Regions from separate parts of the Gasterosteus aculeatus genome. Here region 2 is linked to region 1. A link is a contact called in public Hi-C data. All regions are on one chromosome and are shown on one strand. The core of a region is the stretch at or near the end of the contact, and the rest is flanking DNA. Distances in the headings are between cores, read along the strand shown.

Region 1 (6,809 bases), core at 1,913-4,412:
ACCACTCGGTTCTCTTCTATTTCAAAGGTCGACTTACTGATGTACAGTATCTTCGTGCCGGGCCGGGCGTTTCCCAAAAGCATTGTTCATCATAAGATTCTCGATATTACTCGGTCGAAATTACACTATTGAAGGCAGCGAACTCTGTTGTAAACCTATTCCCCGGCTGCAAATACTCAAGGTTCATCCAGAGGCACCGCGTGTTGTCCTGCGATCAGCACGCGTAACGAGTGCAGGACACTCCAGGCCCGGTGCGTCTTAGCAGGCCTCCTTGGCCTGGCTCGGCATCTTGCACATCATCAGGATCTGCTTCAAGGCTTTCTGGACATCCTCGTCCATCTGACCCTGAAAGCACAGAACGCCGCGTTCAGTGAACTAACCAAAACAATACAACATTACTCAAACCCAAAATGACTGAAGGGGTTTTACAGAGCGCCCAAATACAAAGAAAAAAAAAAACACAGGTTTCGGTGGAACTACTTTCTGTCACATATGCTGTAAAACGTCTCTCTTGTGAGTGCAGAGACTATTAGGATGAAGGCAGACATTTTATTTCAAACCGCCGGCTAATTAAACCAAAACTAGGTCCTTGCCTGGATACCAAAACTGGTGAGTGAGAAAGAATACATGTGTTCATCCTGAGGTGATCCGTGTGGCTGCACTGTGATATAGAATTTTTTTAGAATTGGGAGTACAAAAATTCACTAGCAAGCTTTGGGTAAAAACTGATTTACCTGGACAGCGTAGAGGAGGTGCATCCTGTAGACTGACACGATCTCATGGTGCTGCTTCTTTGACTCCTGGGAAGAAAAGCATCAGGTGAATCCACATTTCACAATTGAGACCGGTAATCCTTGCGTGTTCCATCCAAACATCTGCATCAGATCTTACAGCCAGCTGGTACTGTAGTTGTTTGATCTGCTGCTGCAACGTCTCCAGCTGCTGGTTTTGCTGCAGTCTCTTGGAAGGAGGACCGGAGCTGTAGGAGAGCTGCGATAAGCTGTTTAGGGCGTCTTTCAGCTTCGCCACCTCCCGTGACAGGTCATCTATCTGATGGGGAAAACGGAAAAACATGCAATTGAAGAAAAGGGTTAAACAAGACAAATGTAGGTTAACAGATCAGCACTCACCCTCTTGTTTTTTTCCCTCTCTGAGGCAACGTGGTTCTCCACCAGCTGCTTGAGTTGGCACACGGCGTCCTGGGACTCGGCCAGCCTGGTGGTCAGCGTCTGGTGTTCCTTCTCCGTCGACATCACCTGCTCCTGCAGAGCCTCCCACTCTGCGCGGTTCTCCCGTGCCTGACGGACACATACGAGGACGGATGGGTGCGTTTTAAGAAATACGTGAACGTGACGCGGAAGAACAATATTCGGACACTGTTTAAATGTTTTTCTTCCCACCTTTTGCCATGCGTCAGCAGCCTCCAGAGCCATCTCGTCCTGCTTTCTGAGGGCCCCCTGGAGGAGCTGCGTCAGGTGGTTCACCTCGCCCCGCAGCTGCTCCTGAGCGTTCTCGTGGTCGGCGCGGGAGACTGAGTCATCTGGGGTAACGTCTTTCTCTGCCGTCAGCCTTTTGCGAAATAGACACACGCGAAAGACGCGGGGAACTTCATCACAAAAGCAGGAGACGCGTTTAGCCCGCAAAGACTGGACCGTAAACTAGTGAGAGTAAAAACTGAAATGTGTTGGTATGAAGCATTAAATGCAAATAGAATTACTTTGAAATTGCGTTAAAAGTACATTTACTTTAATTCTTCCACTGCTCTTATTCCATTTCATACGCTCCACCTCTGCCTCATTATCAAGCTGTGCTCCAAGCTGGAAAAAATATCTATCAACCACTTGGGCTGCAGGTTTTCTTCTTCACCTGTTCTGAAGAGCCTCCACCTGCAAGGTCTTCAGGCGTAGCTGCTCTTTCAGTGTCTCCGACTGGCTTTCCAGCTCTTTGATGGCACTTCCCAGGGACGACATCACCTGCGCGTGGTCGGAGAGGGCGACGGAGCTCTGCGCCTGAGCTTCGGCCTCCTGCTTCAGCAGGCAGATCTCCTCCTGAGCAGCCGCGTGCTTCTCCTCCGCCTCAGCTAGCAGCGCCTGCAGCTCCTCCGCCTTGCTGTGCAGCACCTGGACCTGCTGGTGTTCTGCGGAGGGGGAACCGGAGGCGGCGCTGCTCTCCGCCAGCTGTTTCTGCGCAGCGCCTAGCTGGCTTTTGGTTTCGCTGAAGGAGTGCGAGAGTTCCAGCAGGCGGCGCTGCAGCCCGGCAATTACCTCATTTAGCTCCGCCTTCATTTCTTCAAAGTCTTTGGCTGCTGCTTCAACCGGCACTGTGCCCCTCAGAGCCTCCTACACAACAAGAGGATGCTATTGATCTCAAAAAGTAGAATACACTTGAATTGAAAGATACAACTATATCTTAAAGCAACATAATCTGGGCCTTCTTCTACATTCAAAAAGCCAAATCAGCGTTGGAGAGTTCTGACTTTCAGAAGAAATCCCAAATATCCATAAATGGACTTTGAGGATTTCCCCTTTTTAGTTGTACAGACGTGAGAGAGAAAAAGAGGCCCATATTCACCTGGAGCATTCTAATCTCCTCTTGTGCCTCCGTGTACAGCCCCTCAATCTGCGCCGTCCTCTGCTCTTTCTCCTTTAAACTCCGTCTCTCCTCCTCCACCCGCCTCAGGGCCTCCTCCAGCAGGCCGATGCGTTGGGCCGCGTCCTCCTGCTCGGATCCCGACTGGACGAGCAGGGCCCTCAGCTGTCTCACTTCGTGTTCAAGCGCGGATGATGCGCGTCTCTGCAGCTCCCGCTCCTCCACTGGCTCACCTCCTCCCCTTTCCACCTGTTCCCTCAAATCCTCCACCTCCTCCACGGCTTGGTGGTACCTCTCCTGAGTGTCAGTCAGCTTTGCCTGAAGCTCCGCGAGACTCTCCATCAACTCCTCCTCCCTCCCTTTCTCCGTCACGCCGCCCTCCTCCTCCTCTTCCCGCTCGGGCTTCAGCTGCGCGTGAAGCGAGCGGTTTTCCTTCCTGGTTTCTAGCAGCTTCACTTGAACGCTCTCCAGCGCCTGTCTCAGCAGTCTGATCTCCTCTCTGCTGACGGCCGCTCTCCCGCCTTCGCTCTCTTCTTCCTCCCCTCCGACTGGGACGTCTTCCCGTTCCCCCCGTGGCAGAGGTTCAAACTCATCCTGGGTGGAGTGGAAGGAGGAGTTGGAGGCCATGCTGTTCGGACGGCTGTTGTCCTTCTGGTCGTCGCTTGCCTGGAGGGATGGATGTCTCTGTGGTGGAGGATGGAAAATGTTGAGATCTCACTGATAAAAACACAGCACGAGCTGAAGTGTGTTGTCTGTAATTGCATGGAGGAACCAAGGACAAGAAGAATCTGCTAATTCTCAAGATCTCTACTCAAATGAGGGATTTAAATGATTTATAGAAAAGTAAAGTTGTTAAAGAGTTGCTGAGTCATTTTCTACTCTTTACATATTTTATAATCATTGACACAGTAATAGAAAGTAAGTGAACCTTAAAAGAAGAACACAGGGGCCTTCGTGACAGACAGATGACATTCAATTTGATTCTACACACCAAGTTTAAGGATATTTTCATTCATCAATCAATTATTGATTGACAGACAATTAGTCTAACTATTAAGCTCAAACTGAATGGTAATTTGTCGTAAATGATGGTGAAAGAAAGTGGCTTTGGGTTCTGGACCGACGGCTGAATAGACCTTTTTGGGTTGTGGGAGATTTGAACTTTTTCCACTATTTTCTGACATTTTATAGGCGATTAATTAAGTTTAAAAAGTCTTGTGAGCTAAAGTTATTCTCCTATAGTGTCCTAGTCTTACCTTCAATGAGCTCATTCAGTGGTTTATTGTTAACTCATGAGCGCGGCTGAATGAGTTACATACCTTAAGTTTGCTTGCAAGTTGCTGATTCTCCAAAGTTAGAGCAGTAATCTTGGATTGCAGAGCACGAACCAGAGCGGCAGATGCCGTAAAACTGTGTTCGACCTGTCAACACGTACACACACACACACACACACACACACATTCAGAGGCACACAAGAGACAGAAAAGCAACGTTAGGGACCACTAGCTACCTACTGAAAAACAAAAACAAGTTTTGACACGTCTGAAGCTCAGGTTAGACCTCCTTCAAGAATGCCCAAGGTGAAAAGGTTCCGCAGCACACGGCGGTCTGTTGTCGGGTTTAGTATTACACTCACAAAAGCAATGTTGATTCAAGACTTTAGCAACCAGAAAGACCTTTGGAAGAAAATAGCTGAGCATGCAGCAAAATAGCCACCAAGTAAAACTACATTTCGGCTGCATTGGGTAGAAGATTCATCCACAATGTTTATTCACCGGTAATTAAATTCAATGCAGGAGTCCTTCTTTCCAAACTAAAAAAGAAATATTTTACTTGTCGTCTGTTAGCGCCAAAAGATCTGTGTTCAAATCTGCTCATCTGTGATGTAGATGTAGTCACCCTGGTTTCCGGCTGTGGACCCGTCTGCTCCACCGACTGCTTCAGGTCCTCGATTGTCTCCAGCAACATGTTCCTCTCCTCGTGGAGCTTTTCAACCTCCTCTCTCAGCGTCGTTCCCTTCACCGCATCCTCCTTCGAAATGAGGAAAAAAGGAGGAGTGGAGAGGAAGAGGAGTGGGAGGAGAGAAAAGAAAAAAGATGGTCAGGAAGAGAGCGTGAAGGTGAGAGACGGAGGAGGAGGGGAAACCGGGAGAAAGGGAGAGTTTTGCTTATTGGCTCAGGAGATTCAACTGGAATATAAATCACACGATTATTATCCACAAAATGTTTGCTGAAATCTAAAAATGTTGCATATTTGTCTACATGTTTTCAATTCATATTTACAGCTGAGGACTAATTGCACAATGCAGAGTTTAATTTAGGGTTCAGTTGTTGTCGGATTCTCTTGTCTAGATTTTCAACCCACTTTATAATCCAACATAACGTTTTGTGTATTGGAGCCTTTTTGAATGATTTTCTTTTAAAACAACTTCAATGAAATTAAGGCTACAAGATAAAAAATGTGTATTGCTTCCATGATATTGTGTGAGACGCCGTATTCCTATTTTATCACTGATACCCGGTTCACCGGCATCAGCTGCAAGTTTGGGACTTGAATAATTATACGAAATAATTGTATTTCTGTCAAATCAGACTCTTAAGAGCTGAAAGAATCTTTTGCTTCCGGAATAGTCTACCGTGTTTTTATTGGAGGTTATTGTATGAGTTTAGTTGTTTTATGCGCTTTGTTTTACCTTGTAGTTGAATCTTCTTGGAGTGTCGCTTTTGTTGGATCCAGGCGTAGAGACGGCGGAGACGAGAACTGAAGGAGAAGAGGGCCCAGAGCTCTGAAGATGGGTGGATATAATTAGTTCATGGATTTTCTTTCACAGCATACATTTTCTTACGATTTTGCTGGATTTAAAAGTTTTTAAAGATTTGTTTTTGAGCAGCTTTAAAAACAATCGCGTGCATGCTTTTATGATTTTAGTTTCCAAATGTCCTGTTAAAACAATAAGGAACCCTTTGTTTGTATGAAGAAAGTTTTAAAACCTAAACTCTCAAAAAAACATTAATGAGGGACTGAGAGTAACAGATAATATGATTACATAAACATAATTACATTAAAAGATGTAATTTTGAGATATAATATATAATAGCATAATAATGCAATTGACATTATGAATAAGATTCGGAGATTAATCATTAAACCACACGACTAAACCTTAAATCATTTTGACTTTGTCTGCGTAACGGAAGGGGAACACGCAGCTGGATTTAATGATATCATGTTTGCTTATATTGGTGGCAAACAAAAGAAAATCATGCATGCAAACGTGACTGGCAAAATCTTACAACGCACCAGTGCAGTAATTATTGTGGCGGGTCTACAGACCAAACGCACACAGGTCCGACTGCTCGTTTCATGAATATGCTGCAGACATGCATTAATATCTAGAGTGGCAGACCGATGAAAGCAGACATGTACAAAGAGAGGCATGCTTTTACCTGCGGTGGGCTAATAGGAGGTGGAGGTGCTTTTCTTTTTTTGGGAGTTGTGATCCGTTCGTCACTTAGTTTAGCTACTTGATCATGCTGAGGAGCCAGCAAAGAAAGGCAAAAGGAAAGAGAAAAGGAGGGATTCAGTGCCCGTTAGTAAAAAGAGGGTAAAATCAATGAGCTACAGCTTCGGTTTTCCCATAAGCGGAGGACTTTGATGAAATCAACAAAAGAAAAGCTGATACTAAACTTCATTCCATGAGATGTTTTATTATGAATCAGTAGTAGTACTTGTGGTACTAAAATCTAGACTACGTTAATTTATACAATACATTATATATTTATTCTGATGTTTTGCCTGATCCGTTACAAGCTCAAAAGAAAATAAGTTATAATGAATTGTGTGTTACCTGAGGACTTCTAGGAGACTTTGTATCTGTTAAAAAAGAAAACATAAAAGAAACAGCACAATCAAACACAAGTGATTAATTATGGCTTTTCTTTAGACGCTTTCATAGAGAGACGCTTACACCAAACATATAATGAATAATAAAAACGTTACTGAGATCTCTCCTCCAGAGGGCAGTGTTGGCTTTGGAACCAGAGCAGCGCCCAACAAAGGTGATTCATTCGTGTGCATCAAACAACTATTGACTAGACTGTGGTGGAGTAACGTTCTTGTCTGATCAGCTTTGTTCATCATTTCATATTCACATGTTAAGGCTGTTATCTGCTTTTGTTTTGCCCAACTTGATAGAATAACTTTTTTTTTTTTTAAATAAA
Region 2 (6,809 bases), core at 1,386-3,885, 86 kb before region 1:
AATAAGTGATCCATGTAGCATGTAGATTAAACCATCTTTTTTCTTACTTTTTCGAGACCAACAGAAGACAAGAGCAGATGTAAAAAGATTTTTGTTTTTGTTAGACTAGTTATATGTAGACATAAACCAGTGAAAGGTCAGGGTTAGTAAAGTATAAAACCAATCACCATAGAACTTGTAAAAGTAACTTCATGAATGGAGGATCGGTCTATTCAGTAATCCTTCTCTTTCCCTTTTGTAGTGATCAAACCAGATAGTTTTTGTCCCCAGTTCGGGCCTTCAGTCTGCCCGCTTGTTTCTATTTTGACCAATCTCTCTAATTGGAGCCGTCAGAGTCACTTTGCCTGATTGCCATCTGTGGAAACTGTTAAGAGTCGGCCTGATAAACATTGTTTTCCTGGCTTCGTCTGGCCCATCTCCGCATGGCCTGGACCCACTTGTGTTTTTGTTTCAGGAGAAACTCTACAGAGAATGTGGAAGGAAAGAACCATAATGGAGAGAACAAAAACCATTAGATTTTTTCTAGCTGGACTGGTTACAGTCAATAAAGTTTTATTCCTCTTTTCTTTTCCTCCTATGCTGAAGTTGAAAATGTCTGTTTGACTGGTGTGCTGTAACAAGACAAGTTTCTGACTGGTTGTTGTGACAAGGCTCGTAAACGCCACTGGACCGTTTGACGTGTGTTTGTGTGCGTCTGATAAAAATCAAGTCCCACACACCAGCAATATTAAACACAAAGACGGCCCGGCTTAGAGAGCAGAGCCTATATTGCGTTTATGGAAATCAACTAAAAGGCAATTAAGATGAATAGCAGCTACATGATTTAAATGATCAGTTATAGTTTGGAGGGGTTTTTCTAGCCATCGTTCAACCTGAAACTGCTGAAACTCGGCAGTGAAATAATTATTTAAAAAATAAAAAATAAAGGCGGTCAGAGAGTTGAGCCACAGTGTAGAGCGTAAACTTGGTTGTCCAGTTAAAGGTTGCTTTAACTGTGGTTCCTCGCTCTGTGTGCGTTTGGCCATTTTACTCTAAGAATGACTGGGAACTGTGTGTACCAGAAGATGTTCTTTGACAGGTGAGTTGCAGTAAAAGCTGTGCGGTCATACCCCGCTTTAAAATCATCTAATCGCCTCCTTGTGTTAAACTGTCTTACAGGGTATGGACTCTGCGCTGCAAAGGCCCAGTACCCCATTGCTGAGTTGGTGAAGATGCTCCAAGAAGCTGGCAAGAAAGTCAGGTAAATGGGTGATGAGACTAACGATACAGATCAATAGCTTGATCGATAGACTGACGGAAGCCCGATTTAAAGTCCAAAAATTGCACACGATGAAAGATGTAAACCGAGGTGTGGTTTTTGAGTTTGATGACAAGGAGATGGGGCAGGGCGGATGGGAAGAGACCTGTGTGCGAAGAAAGAATGAGGAAACGTAAATGTGAGGGGAGGGACGAGGTACAGCACGCATAATAGTCCTGCCTCTGCTGTTTGATCCTGGATGTTGCAGCTGCTGCTACTTAGAGCATTTGTACTTGATTAGTGGAAAGTGGGTGGTCAGAAAACAAGCCTTTTACCTTGATGTCTTTCCTCTTTTTCTCCATTCAAATGCCCTCTCGAATTCTTGTCGTCTTTTTAGCATTCGTACCTGCCTGTGGAATCCCTCCGTACATCCACCTCAGTCCGGAACATGCAGTTTTATTCCTCATTTTGCGTTTCATATTATTGAGTCTGCAAGCGTGACACTTGTCTCTATGCCCTTTTTAATGGATGTTGTCTGAATGGCATTAAGGGCAGAAAATAACTTTTCCATTGGCAGCCGCGGTCACTAATTGATCTCAAAACCCTCTGATATCTGAATCCGTTCTCAACTCGCCCCGAAAACTGAAGAAATAGTCTCCAAATGGTGAGAAGGAGACATCGAATTGAGTGGCTGGTGTTAATTTAGTACCCTGATTACATGACATGCCTAATTGAGTTTGAGAGCTCTGTATACCCAGTCACACACGTGCGTAGACACTCAAGCAATAAGGCACAGTTGAGGGTTGCAGTGGGAAGTTTGTGTGTGTGTGTAACCAGCCTATAATCACAACCATCTCTCTACTTCACTTGTACAAAGCCTCCATTTTACTGTTTCTCTGCCCAATGTGATTCATTTTGATCCCATCTCGGTTGAGATTTGAGAAAGCCAGATTATAGTTAATGTAGAGCAGTGACTTTTGCTTTTAAAGTGCTCGTTCTCTTATGTTGTCACAGGTTTGGTATCCACCCTGTGGCCGGTCGTATGCCGGGTCAGCTCAATGTGCTGTTGGCCGAAGCTGGTGTCCCGTACGATATTGTCCTGGAGATGGAGGAGATTAATGAAGACTTCTCTGGTAAGATCCAGTCCTTTCTGTCTTTGACTCTACATGTGATACCATTCAGGAATGGTTACGTAAAAAGCCTGTAAGCCCGGGGGAACCTGTTGGATTAACTCTGCTGATAGCAATCTGCCGACCAGAAACTCTGAAGCTCAAAGCTTATCAAGATGTTTATCTCCTTAGTTCACAGTAGTGGTTTCATAGTAACTCAGGAGGTGACTAAATATCTCTTGTTCACGGGTTCCTGAAGTCTCAGCCGGTCGCCTGGCAACCTGATGGTGATGGCTTGACTGCAGTTAAACCACTAGATAACTTGAGTTGATAAGAAAAACATTGGAAAAGATGCATCGTCATGGAGACAAAGGCCGATACAAATAAATGCACTTTTACAAGGTAGAAGTATAGAGATAAGTTTCCTGACTTTAATTGTTGGATGTCCAACTAGAAACTGACCTGGTCCTGGTGATTGGGGCCAACGACACAGTGAACTCTGCCTCCCAAGAAGATCCCAACTCTATCATTGCGGGAATGCCCGTGCTGGAGGTCTGGAAGTCTAAGCAGGTGAGACATCTGGCACATGTATGTGTGATAATGAGGTCGCCCTGAAGCCCAAAAAGATGAAGAAGACTGCAGTTTACAACAACTGGAATGCTTATTTACCGCCACAAACGAATATTGGAGCCTCAACCCGTAGAGGGGCCTCCTATTTGAGAGCGTGCACACACACACAATTGTAATCGCCTTCTCACACACACACACTCGGGCCCTCATGCATAGAGGCAGATTGTTACAGTTCCAGGTGCAGTCCCATGCTGATCCCATTAGTGGTGACTGTGTCGCTGTGGAATGACGACACTCGGAGCATCCCACTGGCACCGATCCGAAATCTGGGATTTATACAGCGCTCCCATTTGTTTCCACGCTTTCCTCCAGGGGAATCAAAGTGGACATTCCACCCAGCCACACACACACACACACACTAATATGGACGCACACAGAGACTCTCATACAGGTGCACAGATACATTCACGCAACAACAAAAAATTGGCGTTTACAGAAAATACACACAAATGCTTCAAATTGTGCAAACACAAGCTAACAAACATTGACATACTTTACTTTTACAGATGTTAAGGCCATCTTTATCGAATTAAACTTCCACATCATTTAATCATGTCTCCTGTTGGATGAACAGTACTTTTAATGGAAAACAACATTGTTGAATATGTAAATCACCGAGCAAACATCCCGGCTGCAGCTCAAGATCTAATGTAGCTGGACAGACGCCTTCGTGGACGAGCGAATGCCAGGAATAACTGGAAATGGATTTTTCTTTAGAAAATTGGGCTTTTCTGTCCAATCTGAGGCTAATGAGTGCACGTGACTGTGTCTCCTCCCGCTCTAGGTGGTTGTGATGAAACGTTCCCTGGGTGTGGGATACGCAGCTGTCGACAACCCGATCTTCTACAAGCCCAACACTGCGATGTTGCTCGGCGACGCCAAGAAGACGTGCGATGCCCTTCAAGCCAAGGTTCGCGATTCCCAGAGCCAGTGAGGCGGACGTCTCGACCAAGAGCACACGTGGAGCGAGGAAGGTGCAAGACGATGAGTCGGCGTTTTTCCCAAAAGTATCTCCACATCAAGATGACCATTGTCCGGTTGTGACTCCGCTCGTTGAGCAATGACGATTCAAACGTTTTTGGCGCACCCTTCCTATTGTCTATAAATAAAATAAGTTTCGATGCTGTAAAAAGAAGCACGCTTGCGCGATAGGAGCCAAGCAGGCATAACTTTTATTTCTAGATATTAAAGGAAGGATGGGTCAACCATTTACTGTGGAATCTGGGGAGCAACCGACGATGTCATCTTCATCACACCGGTATTAATGTAAAGCAATGCAACATCAGAAATGTAGATGCAGACAAGTAAAATTTCACTTACGTTTTTAGGAAATTGTCAATAGATGATAAATGTTTAGAGTAATTGAAAATGAAGAAAAGCAGTGTGATAAAGGTGAAACCCAACAGAAAGAAACATAGGCACCAACGGGTTTTTTTCCTCCAATTTTCCTGTATTATTGTACGGTAATTTGGTTTTCCCTTTTTAAATACAGATCATACATACAGGTCATTTTACTGTCGTGCTAATGTCTCACCGTTTACTGTTTAAGTAACTACAAAAAAAGCAGAACAGTAGAAACATTTTTGTAAAGTTTGATCATTTCCACTTTTATAGGATACTAAGATTTTTGTATTCGGTCTAATATAATAATAATCATGTTTAGAAGGCATCGCCAGCCACTTTTGTCTTGTCACGTCCACCTATGCCTCTAGTGTAGCAGTCGCACACAGATTAAAATTCAACCCGCTTCTATGGAGCATTTATTGCAATGAACCAAATGGATCTGACCTTATTAAGCATGACTCCACCGCAGTAATGTAATGCTAAGAGAGCCTGCACCACTCCTGCATCAAACACTCTTGTGTAGCTGAATGGATTTAATCATGTTTTTGAACCAGGTGCATCAAATCATCCTGTTCTGATGTTACAGTACATGGGATGCTGGCATTTTGGCCTTTACGGTAAAGAAGGATGTTATTTTTATGAAGTCTATGTGGCTCCATCCCCTCCAATTTGACTGTCATTATGTTTCTAAAGGGAAATGAAGGATTGTTTTGTAAACGTAAACCTGACTTGTGCGAGGAGTCAAAAGCAAAATTTCACTTGATTCAAAATACATAAATTGTTTAACATTGTCACCAAGAATTTCCAAATTGTTTATCATTTGCTGTAATCGTAAAGCCCAAATGTCCCTTTTGGATTTTACTATTATAAAGGGAATAGTTACTGATAACCTCCAAAGAAGTTTTGAAAGATCACTAACAAAATGACCAGCTCCCACTCTACACTTAACTATTCTGAACCAGAAACTCAGTCCTTGTTTGATTAGTAAATAGTGTTCTCTGCCATCACCTTTTTCATGCATTTCACGCTTTTGATGGTACACGGTTGGAGGAACAAATGGTTACCGGTTAGCAGTCTCTAGTGCTGTAAGAAGTTAGATGTAGTTTCATCCTGGGACCTGATGCATTGACCAACTATCCTACCTCTACCTAAAACGACCAATAACAGAGGACTGTCATCTGACCAATGATGGTTGTTTAAATTTCCCACAGGACGACTAACCGACAAGTCTTTTCCATCCACACCCTGAAATTCAACCAGTCGACTGTCACGTGTCTTAAACTCGACCATTTGCCTCTTGTGTTCTCATCGCGTTTTCAACCATCAGACCTCAGCCTGCGGCTCAATAGTTCAGTGTGTGTGTTGTGCACGAGGGGGTTATTTTTCTCATGAATACATTCTCTTACAACTTGAGATTTTGCTTACTTGCTGTACCTTCTTGCCATTTTCAAGGTATTGATCAAATTAGAAAATATTAATAGTTCTGCCAATGTGCACCCTTATGCCCTCGACCTTTTTGTCTTCAAAAGGAAGTATTTTTGTAAAGCGGCACCATGTTTGTGGGTTTTGAGGTTGTACAATGTTTCAATGCAACGTTTAGGAGAGGACATGTACTGTAAATGTTTTTTCCCTAGTTTATCATAGAACAATTTCATCCCTAATAAATCTGTATTTACACTCTTTTTCCTGAGGCTCTTATTCCTTCCCTGACACACACTTAAAGTTGCGAATGAATGAATTTTTACAACAAACAAGTTGATCAAGAGTATTTCCCTGATGTGCACCACTGCTTTGATGGTTATGTTACCTGCCCGTCTTCCTACGATCGGGTTGAAAACTATTTGTATCCCCTGGGTCGTTTAGCATTCTTTCACAGTGGGTTCACAACATTTAGTCAACACTTTGTGCTAAAAATCTGCATTTTGATCATTTTGAACATAGTTGAAGCAAGCGGCTGGGTGCAAGAGATGAGAAAATAACAATCATTTTTTATTTGTACATTTCCATGCTGCGGTTTCCACATTTTTAGCACACTTGAATGCAACTGAAGTGCTCAGGGTATCCTTGCATCCTATACATCTGCATAGTCTTCAAATCATACCTTTAATCAAAAGGCCATTGAAAACTCAAGTGTGTTTTTACTTTTTAATCATCTTTCTTCTCTGCTGTCATGCAACGAGCTTCTCTTCTACTCAGAGATAATCACAGCGGCTCGTTGTTGATGATGAGCGACAACACTGGTTGGTAAAACCAACTCCGCAGCCTCAAAGTGCCAGTGTGCAAGCGAATGAGATCGCATGATGCCATCATGAGGGTCAGGATAATGACCGAAGTGTAAGTGCATCAGTTTGTGAGATTATTTTTCACCTACAAGCGGCACTTGATTGGCATTCATCAGCGGGGAGTGAACTGGAGGTACTTAGCAGAGGAGTGGTGCACACAGATTTAGAGATTGGGCGCTAGATAGACCATTAAGATGGGGATTGCAT

The links. A called contact is a pair of places that touch in the nucleus more often than the background predicts.
Region 2: a Hi-C map of skeletal muscle shows a contact between it and region 1, with 1.6 times the contacts expected there. The contact joins two enhancer-like sites. A contact is called at or near these places in 3 of 6 Hi-C or Micro-C datasets (skeletal muscle and tail fin).

Annotation. Positions count from the first base shown.
Region 1 is chr14:8,571,589-8,578,397 of fGasAcu3.hap1.1, reverse strand. rai14 (retinoic acid induced 14) reads right to left here. Exons shown (of 21, transcript XM_040198339.2): 10 at 6,437-6,462; 11 at 6,036-6,122; 12 at 5,282-5,374; 13 at 4,489-4,620; 14 at 3,909-4,010; 15 at 2,572-3,273; 16 at 1,867-2,339; 17 at 1,401-1,569; 18 at 1,131-1,298; 19 at 892-1,050; 20 at 735-800; 21 at 1-345. The coding sequence ends at 259. Among protein-coding and RNA genes, the nearest start is that of rai14, 24 kb to the right of the region's middle. Within about 2 kb of position 3,162, at least 2 of the 9 cell types and tissues checked have open chromatin away from gene starts, as enhancers often do.
Region 2 is chr14:8,657,262-8,664,070 of fGasAcu3.hap1.1, reverse strand. It overlaps nnt (nicotinamide nucleotide transhydrogenase), which reads left to right. Exons shown (of 22, transcript XM_040198331.2): 19 at 1,159-1,240; 20 at 2,252-2,370; 21 at 2,801-2,916; 22 at 3,761-6,002. The coding sequence ends at 3,910. Among protein-coding and RNA genes, the nearest start is that of nnt, 19 kb to the left of the region's middle. Within about 2 kb of position 2,635, at least 2 of the 9 cell types and tissues checked have open chromatin away from gene starts, as enhancers often do.